Linked DNA regions of Salmo salar: region 1 is linked to region 2. Evidence: chromatin contacts called from public Hi-C data. All regions are on one chromosome and are shown on one strand. The core of a region is the stretch at or near the end of the contact, and the rest is flanking DNA. Distances in the headings are between cores, read along the strand shown. Region 1 overlaps LOC106567530 (protein Jade-1). Region 2 holds the start of LOC106567530 (protein Jade-1).

Region 1 (5,797 bases), core at 3,051-5,550, 73 kb after region 2:
CAAAAAAATTGGTCTGCCATCTTTGACTGTAGCCGACAACTCATTTTCTATATTTGCAGGTTAGGGTCGGGTGTGAGGGCCTCAGATTTTCACTTCATCACATATAGTCGGGTGGTTGTGGATGGGCTATTAGCAATTGCAGGCGGGTGCGGGTGAACAAACAGTTGACCCTTGCACCAGAAAAACACACACACACACAGACATCTAAGCCAGTCCCAGACATGGGTGCCCCTGCCTTTGGCACTCCAGGGTAGGAAGCCCCGCGGAAGCCTGGCCTGATTGTTCCGGTTGGCTGCTCTGTGGATGTAGGTGGGGGTGGGAATGGGGTCATCTGAGGATGAGGGGCAGGGGTGGGCACAGTGGAACACCTCATACATCCTGGCAGAGTTGGCACAAGAGATTGGGAAAGAGGCATGAAAAGATGGAGATTGGGGGGTGTATTGTGGGACCAAAGCAGAGATTTCCCACAGTGTTTTCCTGCAACATTTCAATTTACTGTTGTGTTGTTGTAGTTCAGTCTCTTAACATTGTCTAGCACTTGGGTGAAAACTGAGTGGGCGTCTCCATTTTTTTCCATTTCCTAACAAACACCAACGAGCACCTGTAAATGACTAGCTTAAGATAGATCTACTGTGTTTTTCCTTCCTCTGACAGAACAGAAACAGAACAGAACAGTAACAGGAGCCGGTGTTCCCATGCCTGCTGGTGGCCTTGTCTGTCCGTCTCTGCCCCCACCGGGTTGAATAAAGCACTGTGCTGTTTCTGTCCCTCTGAGAAATGTCATCCACATCAGAGGTGTTGGGGGGGGGGACATGTTATCCAGGAAGATGACAAATCAGTGGGTGGTGTTTTGGCCAGAGTCCCAAATGGCACCCTATTCCCTATGTAGTGCCATTTGGGACGCGGCCCCTTTTGCACTTGCTGTGGTGTGAAGTACATTTACTGTCTGTTAAACTCGGCGACACGCCTGCAACCTTCTGGTCATGACATTAGCTCTCCTCATGTCTTCAACCCACATCCCACCCCTGCTGAAGGTTGCTGGCCTAACTGTGCTGAGAACTGCCCTCGAGGTAGACGTCTAGGATCAGGTTACCCAACACCGAAACTAAACCACAACCATGAGGGGATGATCACATACAGTACCAGTCAAAGGTTTGGACACACCTACTCATTCCATGGTTTTTCTTTCATTTTTAGTGTTTTCTACATTGTAGAATAATAGTGAAGACATCAAAATTATGAAATAACACATATGGAATCATGTAGTAACCAAACAAGTGTTACACAAATCAAAATATATTTTATATTTGAGATTCTTCAAAGTAGCCATCCTTTGCCTTGATGACAGCTTTGCACACTCTTGGCATTCTCTCAACCAGCTTCACCTGGAATGCTTTTCCAACAGTCTTGAAGGAGTTCCCACATGCAGAGCACTTGTTAGCTGCTTTTCCTTCACTCTGTAGTCCAACTCATCTCAAACCATCTCAATTGGGTTGAGGTCAGGTGATTGTGGAGGCCAGGTCATCTGATGCAGCGCTCCATCACTCTCCTTCTTGGTCAAATAGCCCTTGGTCATTGTCCTGTTGAAAAACAAATCATAGTCCAAACCAGATGGGATGGCATATCGCTGCAGAATGCTGTGGTAGACATGCTGGTTAAGTGTGCCTTGAATTCAAAATAAATCACAGATAGTGTCACCAGCAAAGCACAATCACACCACCTCCTCCATGCTTCACGGTGGGAACCACACATGCAGAGATCATCTGTTCACCTACTCTGCTTCTCACAAAGACACAGCGGTAGGAACCAAAAATCTAAAATTTGGACTCATCAGACCAAAAGACAGATTTCCACTGTTCTAATGTCCATTGCTTGTGTTTCTTGGCCCAAGCAAGTCTCTTCTTATTGGTGTCCTTTAGTAGTGGTTTCTTTGCAGCAATTTGACCATGAAGACCTGATTAACACATTCTCCTCTGAACAGTTGAAGTTGAGAAGTGTCTGTTACTTGAACTCTGTGAAGCATTTATTGGGGCTGCAATTCCTGAGGCTGGTAACTCTAATGAACTTATCCTCTGCAGCTGAGGTAACTCTGGGTTTTCCTGTGGCGGTCCTCATGAGAGCCAGTTTCATAGCGCTTGATGGTTTTTGCGACTGCACTTGAAGAAACTTTCAAAGTTCTTGAAATTTTCCACATTGACTGACTTTCATGTCTTAAAGTAATGATGGACTGACTGTCTTTTCTCTTTGCTTATTTGAGCTGTTCTTGCCATAATATGGACTTGGTCTATTACCAAATAGCCCTATCTTCTGTTTACCGCCCCTACCTTGTCACAACACAACTGATTGGTTCAAACGCATTAAGAAGGAAAGAAATTCCACAAATGAACTTTTAAGAAGGCACACCTGTTAATTGAAATTAATTCCAGGTGACTACCTCATGAAGCTGGTTGAGATAATGCCAAGAGTGTGCAAATCTGTCAAGGCAAAGGGTGGCTACTTTGAACAATTTCAAATATAAAATATATTTTGATTTGTTTAACTCTTTTGGTTACTACATGATTCCATATGTGTTATTTCATTAGTTTTGATGTCTTCACTATCATTATACAATGTAGAAAATAGTAAAAAATAAGGAGAAACCCTTGAATGAGTAGGCGTGTCCAAACTTTCGACTGGTACTGTACATTATAAATATCAAACCCTCTATCACTGGTTAGGGGAAACTTCTATCTCCCTGAAGTTTGAACCAAGGCCCTGTCCAAACACGTTTTAAAATATGCCATTCCTTCCTTTTAGAAATCGCTGATCTGTTATGACATTGGTTAAGAGTTGTGGAAGCTACGCTGTGTGAAAACCTATCCAATCCTTTCTACATCAGTGATCATCTCAAGGAAGGATGCAACTTTTAGAAGTTTTCCAAACAAGGCCATAGTTGTGTGGGGTAGGAAGAGAAAATGAGAGTTGACAGTGTAGCATCCGAAATGTTCCTGTGGGTTGCAGACTGGCTGATCGAGTGAGCTCTCTCTGCTCTGGCCCGGCAACACGCTCGCCCACTTTCTCGTCCCCTGGCCAGACCCAGCCGTGACTGGACAGACTCGGGGCCCCCCGGGCCCGGCGCGTCTGCCACCTGATTGGCTTAGTGGGGGTGGTGGTTAGAGGGGGTCACAAAGGTCTGCTTTGTGCGTCTGCTGCTTGAGATGCTGCGGCCCCTCTATTTTCTCTCTCCACACTAGCCCTCTCTGATTCTATCTCCCGTTCTCCCTCTTCACTCACTAGCACTCCTAACACACTGCCCCTCTTTTGTACAGTAGCTCTCTCTCTCTCTGAGCCTCGCACAGAGGGTACAGTAGCCGCAAGATACACACACACACTCCAGATCCCCCAAGGCCAGTCAGTGTGCAATAAAACCCAAAGCCACATCCCTTCTGGGTCTGGGGTGGCACGAAGGGAAGTATGTACTGGTGTTCTGTATGGAGGAGCTGAGAGTCTGAAGCCCTTTTGTGTGTAATTCAGCTCTCCCCCGCTTCAGATAAATATTCCACAGGGCAAAGAAGGATCAAAGCTGCCTCTGCTGTGAAGCCGGGACTCAGAGGAGAGCGAGGGAATATCCAAATATTTTTAGTTTCCCCGCTCGTGTCATGGACAATTACCTTCCTTAGACAGGAGTGCTGGTATCTTGGAACCTAGGATTTAGTCAATAATATAGCAATGATATAGCTCTGATAGCCTTAGGCCATGCTAATGTATAATATATGCTACTTAGCAAACACTTTTATCCTTAAGTGACTTAAATTTACAGTGAGGGCATACATTTCAGTACATGTGATCACTGCGGGAGTTGAACCCACAACCTTGTTTTTGCTAGCGCCACACTCTTCCCAACTAGACCAGTGTTTCCCAACCCTGGTCCTTGAGTACCTTCGACGGTATACATTTTTATTGCAACCCTGGACAGACACCTGATTCAACTTGTCCACTAATCGTCAAGCCCTCAATGAGCTGGATGAGGTGAGTTTGTTCAGGGCTACAAACAAAGAAATGTGTACTGTTGGGAAACGCTGAACTAGACCACACAACACCAGACCAGCATGCATTTGTCTGCCAGTTATACCATGTTAGGATTGCCCAACAACAAAATAACAGTTACTACTGCTCCCTTCATAGTCAGCTTATTGAAGACATATTTCCAGTAGCTAGGATACATTTGCCTCTCTAATTTGACTGTCTATCCCCTCATATCTAGAGTTAGTTCTGTCTGGATTTGCTGTTTGTTGTTTCATAATCTCTGTTGACCTGAGTCATCTCGCCCTCTTGCCCACATCGCTGTGACTCCACCCAGTCTGGCAGCCCAGAACAACTCTTTCTCCCCCCTCTTCTCTTTCTCTCTGTCTTCTCTTACTGTCTGTTTAATCTCTCTCTGTCTTCTCTTACTGTCTCTCTGTTTAATCTCTCTCTGTCTTCTCTTACTGTCTGTTTAATCTCTCTCTGTCTTCTCTTACTGTCTCTCTGTTTAATCTCTCTCTGTCTTCTCTTACTGTCTGTTTAATCTCTCTCTGTCTTCTCTTACTGTCTCTGTTTAATCTCTCTCTGTCTTCTCTTACTGTCTCTCTGTTTAATCTCTCTCTGTCTTCTCTTACTGTCTCTCTGTTTAATCTCTCTCTGTCTTCTCTTACTGTCTCTCTGTTTAATCTCTCTCTGTCTTCTCTTACTGTCTGTTTAATCTCTCTCTGTCTTCTCTTTCTGTCTCTCTGTTTAATCTCTCTCTGTCTTCTCTTACTGTCTCTGTTTAATCTCTCTCTGTCTTCTCTTACTGTCTCTCTGTTTAATCTCTCTGTCCTCTCTTACTGTCTGTCTCTATTTTCTATGTACTCTTCCCTCCCTCCCTCCCTCCCTCCCTCCCTCCCTCTCGCTCATTGTTTATGTAGCCTGTGTTCAGGACATGTGACCCTGGCCAGAGAGAACACACCGTTCTCTCACCTCGCCCCTGTGGTTTTTCTCCACTTCCACAAGATATCTACAGTCAGCCACTGTACATCGATCCACTACGCTGGAAATGATAGAGAAAAAGGAGCATTAGGTTAGCCGCCTTCTGCCTGCAAACTCCACGAGTGAGTCTCTCTGATCACCACTTCAGACAATCCACACTTCCTGTAGCTCTGAACATCTTTAGGCTAGCTGGTCCTGCCTGGGGATTTAATTATAGTTATTGAAGCTGGGGGGGGGGGGGGGCAACGGCCAGTAGAAGAGGGTTATCTAATGAAAAGATAACCAGCTTAATAAGGCACAACAACTCTGAAAATGTATCGAATGATTCTCCCCCCGCGTGCGTAACCCACTCACATTTGATATTTTCCTGTTTTGGTTTTTTAGATGGAGATCACAGTGTGTGTGGTGGCGGAGAGATGGAGGCAACAGGCTGCTAGTAGCAGTAAGGCAGCTGTAGGGGGATTTCTCAGGCCTCACACTATTTGCATGGTTTTACATCAGACGTGTCGGCCAGGGAAGTGGAGGAAGTGTGGAGAGCAAAGTGTCTGTGCGTCCCAAATGGCAACCTATTCCCTATACTGTGCACCACTTTTGACTGAGCACCGCGAGGAATATGGGGCCATTTTGGGACACAGTGTGCCTGTGTAAACAGGCTGTACACTACCCACCCTCCGACGCAGTGAGGCAGGAGCCACTGTGATGTTGAGGATATGACCTGTTTAAGATTAGACGCCGAATCTGTCATTATCGCATCGCTTCCCACTCACTCAAAGGTCACCATTTGAGTACAGGTGGAGGAGATGACGAGGTG
Region 2 (5,536 bases), core at 1,908-4,407:
AGACGTCTCCCCTTCACAGTGTCAAATATTTTATATTAATTGCTCATTTTTGGTTATTCTCCATGATCACGCTCTCCGTAGCCGACGGGAACAAGACCTTTAAACAGGTCGACATTCACAAGGCCGCGGGGACAGACGGATTACCAGGACGTGTACTCAGAGCATGCGCGGACCAACTGGCAAGTGTCTTCACTGACATTTTCAACCTCTCCCTGACCGAGTCTGTAATACCAACATGTTTCAAGCAGACCACCATAGTCCTTGTGCCCAAGAAAGTGAAGGTAACCTGCCTAAATGTCTACCTCCCCGTAGCACTCACGTCAGTAGCCATGAAGTGCTTTGAAAGGCTGGTCATGGCTCATATCAACACCATCATCCTGGAAACCCTAGACCCACTCCATTTCGCATTCCACCCCAACAGATCCAAAGATGACGCAATCTCAATCACACTCCACACTGCCCTTTCTCACCTGGACAAAAGGAACCTATGTGAGAATGCTGTTCATTGACTACAGCTCAGCGTTCAACACCATAGTGCCCACAAAGCTCATCACTACGCTAAGGACCCTGGGACTAAACACCTCCCTCTTCAACTGGATCCTGGACTTCCTGACGGGCCGCCCCCAGGTGGTGAGGGTAGGCAACAACACATCTGCCACGTTGATCATCAACACAGGGGCCCCTCAGGGGTGTGTGCTTTGTCCCCTCCTGTACTCCCTGTTCACCCACGACTGTGTGGCCAAGCACGACTCCAACACCATGATCACTGACAACGATGAGACAACCTATAGGGAGGAGGTCAGAGACCTGGCAGTGTGGTGCCATGACAACAACCTCTCCCTCGATGTGAGCAAGACAAAGGAGATGATCGCGGACTACAGGAAAAGGAGGGCAAAACCCGCCCCATTCACATCAACGGGGCCATAGTGGAGCGGGTCGAGAGTTTCAAATCCCTTGGTGTCCACATCACCAACAAACTATCGTGGTCCAAACACATCAAGAAACTCATGAAGAGGGCACGACAAAACCTTTTCCCCCTCAGGAGACTTGGTATGGGATTTGGTATGGGTCCCCAGATCCTCAAAATGTTATACAGCTGCACCATCGAGAGCATCCTGACCGGTTGCATCACCACTTGGTATGGCAACTGCTCGGCATCCGACCGTAAGGCGCTCCTCCCAGTGGTTAAAATACAATGAGGTGCACACATTCCTATCTCAATCTCCATAAAAAATATCTGCAATCTTGATTATATTAAATATGGGCAGCTTACAACCCATGTAAGTCCCCATTTGATCCCCATTCTGCTTATAGCCACATGGCATACCTCTTCACTCAGCATAAAATACACAATGATGCTGAAATAATACACTGTTCCAAGAGGCTTGGCAACACATATTTTTGATGAGTCATCTAATGTATGCTTAGTCAAGAGAAAACTGTAATTGGGAGACATGGAGACAACAGGTAGCCTTTTCAGCAGCATGCTGGGAATGAGCCAAGGAAGAAGTATTACCCCCCACTCCAATATCACACGGGCCCTGGTCAAAAGTAGTGCAGCATATAGGGAATAGGGAGCCATTTGGGACGCAGCCTGAGAAGGTAAATGCCTCGCAAATGGGACAAGTATGAGATAAGTACAGGAAAACAAATGACTTGAATTGAATACAGAAGGAGATAGTAGATCTCAATCATCGGCTTCTGACTCAGGAGACAATGATTACATCTTCATACCTCTGTTTAAAACATTGCACCCTTTTAAATCACAGTTTTTTTTTTTAAGGCTGTGCCATATCATTATACAATACTGCTGTGCTGATGATCTCTATAGGGATTTAAAGTATGAAAGGGCTGTAATGCAAAAAAATCAACGGATGGCCTAGATAATTCTAGGAGTCTAGACCATAATGAAACAAATTTGAGGATCTGTCTTTCTTTCTGCAGGCGTTTCAGTCTGTCAGTCTCCCAGGTTTGTCAGGCTGCCCTAGAATAACCTCTGAACTATCAGAATCGGCACCAATTCTACAGTCCCGACAAGCAGTTTGTTGTAATATTATCCATCATGAGATACAGTGGCTTTGATGTAGGTAGCTGACATTTGGATGCCCTGGCCTGATCAAAAGCCTATTGGATGCCACAATCAAACCGAAAGGACATACAGTACCTTGAATGAAAGAGAACCACAATTTACACTAACCACAGGCCCTTCTAATGAGAGGAGGGTTACGTCCCATTTGGCACCATATTCCCTTTAAAGTGTATATAGGGAATAGTCTGCCATTTGGGACAGACATGATATATGTTGCATGGCTGAATTTGCTAAATAAACGATGAGTCCAGCAGACAGTAAATTAACGGTCAGTACAATCAAATACCCATGGAGTGGCATTGTATGTTTTCTCAAGGGACTTAACCCACCTGTGGTGCGGGCAGGCTGCTACAGCACATTTGAATCTGTGCCAGAAAAAGCTAGTGTGTCTTTCATTTCACGGGGGGGGGGTAATTGGTACACTAATACAGGACTATTAAATGCCCAGTGCACTACTTATGTGTAAAAAATATTTATTTTAAAAAATACATGTTTTTTTGGTTTTTTTTTCCAGAGAGTCCTGCGGCACCCTCACTTCCCGCGGTTATGTGAGATGGGTAAAGAAAGGCCTGCACCGCTTGTATTTTCATGCGTGCCAAGGGTGCAAATATATGATGTCAGAAACACAACAACAATCATTGATATAGAAAAAAAATACTGCCATGCATCATTGGCTGGGTGGCCACCGAGCAGCAGGAGAGGGCACGCGCAATAACATGAAGGTGCGTGCGATTACTACCAGACACACAGTAACCCTCACCGGAGACTAGCTGTAAAATTATACTAAGGTTAAGACAACCCAATAATTCCATGCAGAGCGTTTGATGTCGAACTTTCTGTAATGGTATTCATTTCCATTCAATTTCGCTCCGGCCCAGGTCCAATGAATTTGTTTCTTTTCGAACGCTTCTGCATGGGAATTGTACAATGTCCCTTTTTTAGCTTCAACCGAGCCTGGTGGAGATCCGACAAAATACAGATCACTCCTAATAGAAAGTAGTAAATGCTGTGGAATTGATATCGCTTGTCTGCGTGAACTAACAGCATGGCTTGGAGTGGATTGAATAGGCTATTAAAACGTTTGAAAGTAAGACTAACGTTATTTCAATGTTTCTTTAATGTCTTTCTTATTACGAAAGGAAATATGAATAGCCCAAAAAAAATCCTCGGTAAATGGCCAATTATTGAACAGATATTACCCGACTAAAACAAACCGCTTACACTAAACGGTGGCTTTCACTTTCAAACGAGTGACAGGCGAAGAATATAATTCCATTTGATTTCCATTTCAGGTTTTAGCCAGTTTGGCGAAATTAACCCACCGTAAAGATATTTGAATCGGCTTTCAGTAACGGCAAATTTAAAGTACGTCATTAATATGGCGCCAAAAGAGTTTAAAGTATGAGCTTATTTTGTTGTGAGGTTGCAGAACCCTCGCGCAAGAGGGAGAACATGAGCGGGCAGGAGGGGAAGCGAATGGGCAGGCGATGTTTTTTCGGCAGAACGTCTCAAAACTAGCTTGCAACATTTCATTCCATGAAAATGAAGCATATATTATTTTTTTTCCCTTACTGGATCTGAAAACACACTCACGTGACAAATCGGGACCTGGGGGATATCACATTGGACTATTTTCAAATGCGACATGGCTTTGAAAATGATATTTGTTATCTTACCTTGCTGTACCCGGCATAGCTTTAGCTTACATTAGAAGTGACTTGCTGGCTGCAGCTCGAGGCTATCTTGCAAGCCGTTAGACAATTTGGATTTACGGATGATACTCCTAAAGTCTGCTAAAGGTAGCTAACAGTTAGCTACATTAACTGTATTTAGCTGAGAACTGCGAAGGCGGCCATCGCAGTTTTGTTGAATAATATGTTATGCTGCCGGATAGACTTTATAATGGATTAAATGTGTAAATTGCTACTTTTTTTATTTTGACTCTCTTGGGAGAGCATCTGATCGACGTGCTGTCACCACAGCCTCGCAGGCACGTCCTGTCACCAACGTGGATAGTCGGTGGGCTAACGTTAACTAGCTAACTAGCTAGGGTAGTTGCACTGGAATTTGACCACCGTGAAATTCACTGTCACTACATGTGGTTAACTTCAAATGATTTCGTGATTTCTCATCGTCCAGAGTCGAGGACGTTTTCGCCATCGGAAGCTGACTGCAATCAAGGTAAAAAGGTAGGTTCGATTTTGGTTTCTTCCCCCAAGAAGTACAGTAGTAGCATGTAACGTTAGCACAGGGGGGAAAAAGCACACTTCCAGAGCTGGTAGTGAAATGTGTAACGTTAGTGCATGTGGGTCAGATGGTTGTGATAGCCAGACGAATAGTTAACACGAGAAGATCATTCAACTGCAACTTCTTATTTTCTAAAATATGAAAATGTCAGGTCCCAGTTCACAAGCAATGTTAGCAACGCCAACTACGCAGCGAGTATTATTTACAGGCGGGCGGTCATAGCTATGTTCACCGCTGTTATGAAATAATTTTGGTAGCGGGATTTTCCTGAAGTGCTCTTGCATAACATGCTTCAGTGAAACAAATGGCTAATTATTTTGTTGAATTCGAAGAAATTATTGACAACTTATGCAAGAGTCGTGCAAGTGTGTATGTGTGTCGCGAGGAGGGACCGCGTCTCGCCAACATATGGCGCTGAAAATGCACATGCTGGGCTAATGACGAGTGATCGGATGTTATCTGCCCGTTGAAAAGATCAAATGAGCAGCATTTTGGTAATAACGATTGCGCTATAAAACTGTGATTTGTCTAAAGTTACTGTTGCCATCCAGTGTCGCTCGCTTGTGGGTTTGAAATCGCACGTGAACGCCAATTGCGTTCCCAAGAAGTGGAGTGTGTATTTCGGAAGGCTAAGCACGCACCTATCTAAGAATTAGAACAAGCTTGTTAACTCTCCTCTCCCCTCCCTCCCTGGCTCTCGCTGTGCAGTTCTAACTGTGGGGGGGAGTGGCTATTGTTTACCTTCAGAAACTCTGCGCTCATAGATCAGGGGGTGGGCCTGGTGTTGGTGCTGCGCATGGCGAGTAGAGGGACAGAGCAGCATCTTGATGATTCCCATTTTAAGAAACAAGAACTTGATGTTCATAATCAGATATATTTGGGATCAAGCTATTTCCAGTGTTTTGAATTACACATTGAGACTCTCGTAAGTTGCCACGCGCTTATATCTTTGACAGTTGTGGGGGGGGCTCACATTTTATATTTTCAATTCTTATTGGGAGAGGGGTTTTGGTTTGTTAATGGGGGGGTGCCAATGTATGTGAAGTTTACTTTACAGCGCATAACCTCGAGTACATTCAAATGTTATTATTATGTATTATGGTCCTCTTTAATAACAAACAAGTAAACATTTTTTACAATCCATTACCTCCAGTGATTCAGAATAGTAGACTGTGCAATCCATCCTGCTTCTCTTATTGC

What was found. A called contact is a pair of places that touch in the nucleus more often than the background predicts.
Region 1: a Hi-C map of gill shows a contact between it and region 2, with 2.6 times the contacts expected there. The contact joins the enhancer-like site here to the promoter of LOC106567530 in region 2. A contact is called at or near these places in 3 of 3 Hi-C or Micro-C datasets (blood, gill and muscle).

The regions. Positions count from the first base shown.
Region 1 is chrssa13:60,484,626-60,490,422 of Ssal_v3.1, forward strand. All of the region lies in intron 5 of LOC106567530 (protein Jade-1), which reads left to right. Among protein-coding and RNA genes, the nearest start is that of LOC106567530, 72 kb to the left of the region's middle. Within about 2 kb of position 4,301, at least 3 of the 13 cell types and tissues checked have an H3K27ac peak or open chromatin away from gene starts, as enhancers often do. A contact at or near this core is called in gill, where this site is marked.
Region 2 is chrssa13:60,412,729-60,418,264 of Ssal_v3.1, forward strand. LOC106567530 (protein Jade-1) reads left to right here and starts at 3,158. Exons shown (of 13, transcript XM_045693416.1): 1 at 3,158-3,176; 2 at 4,229-4,278.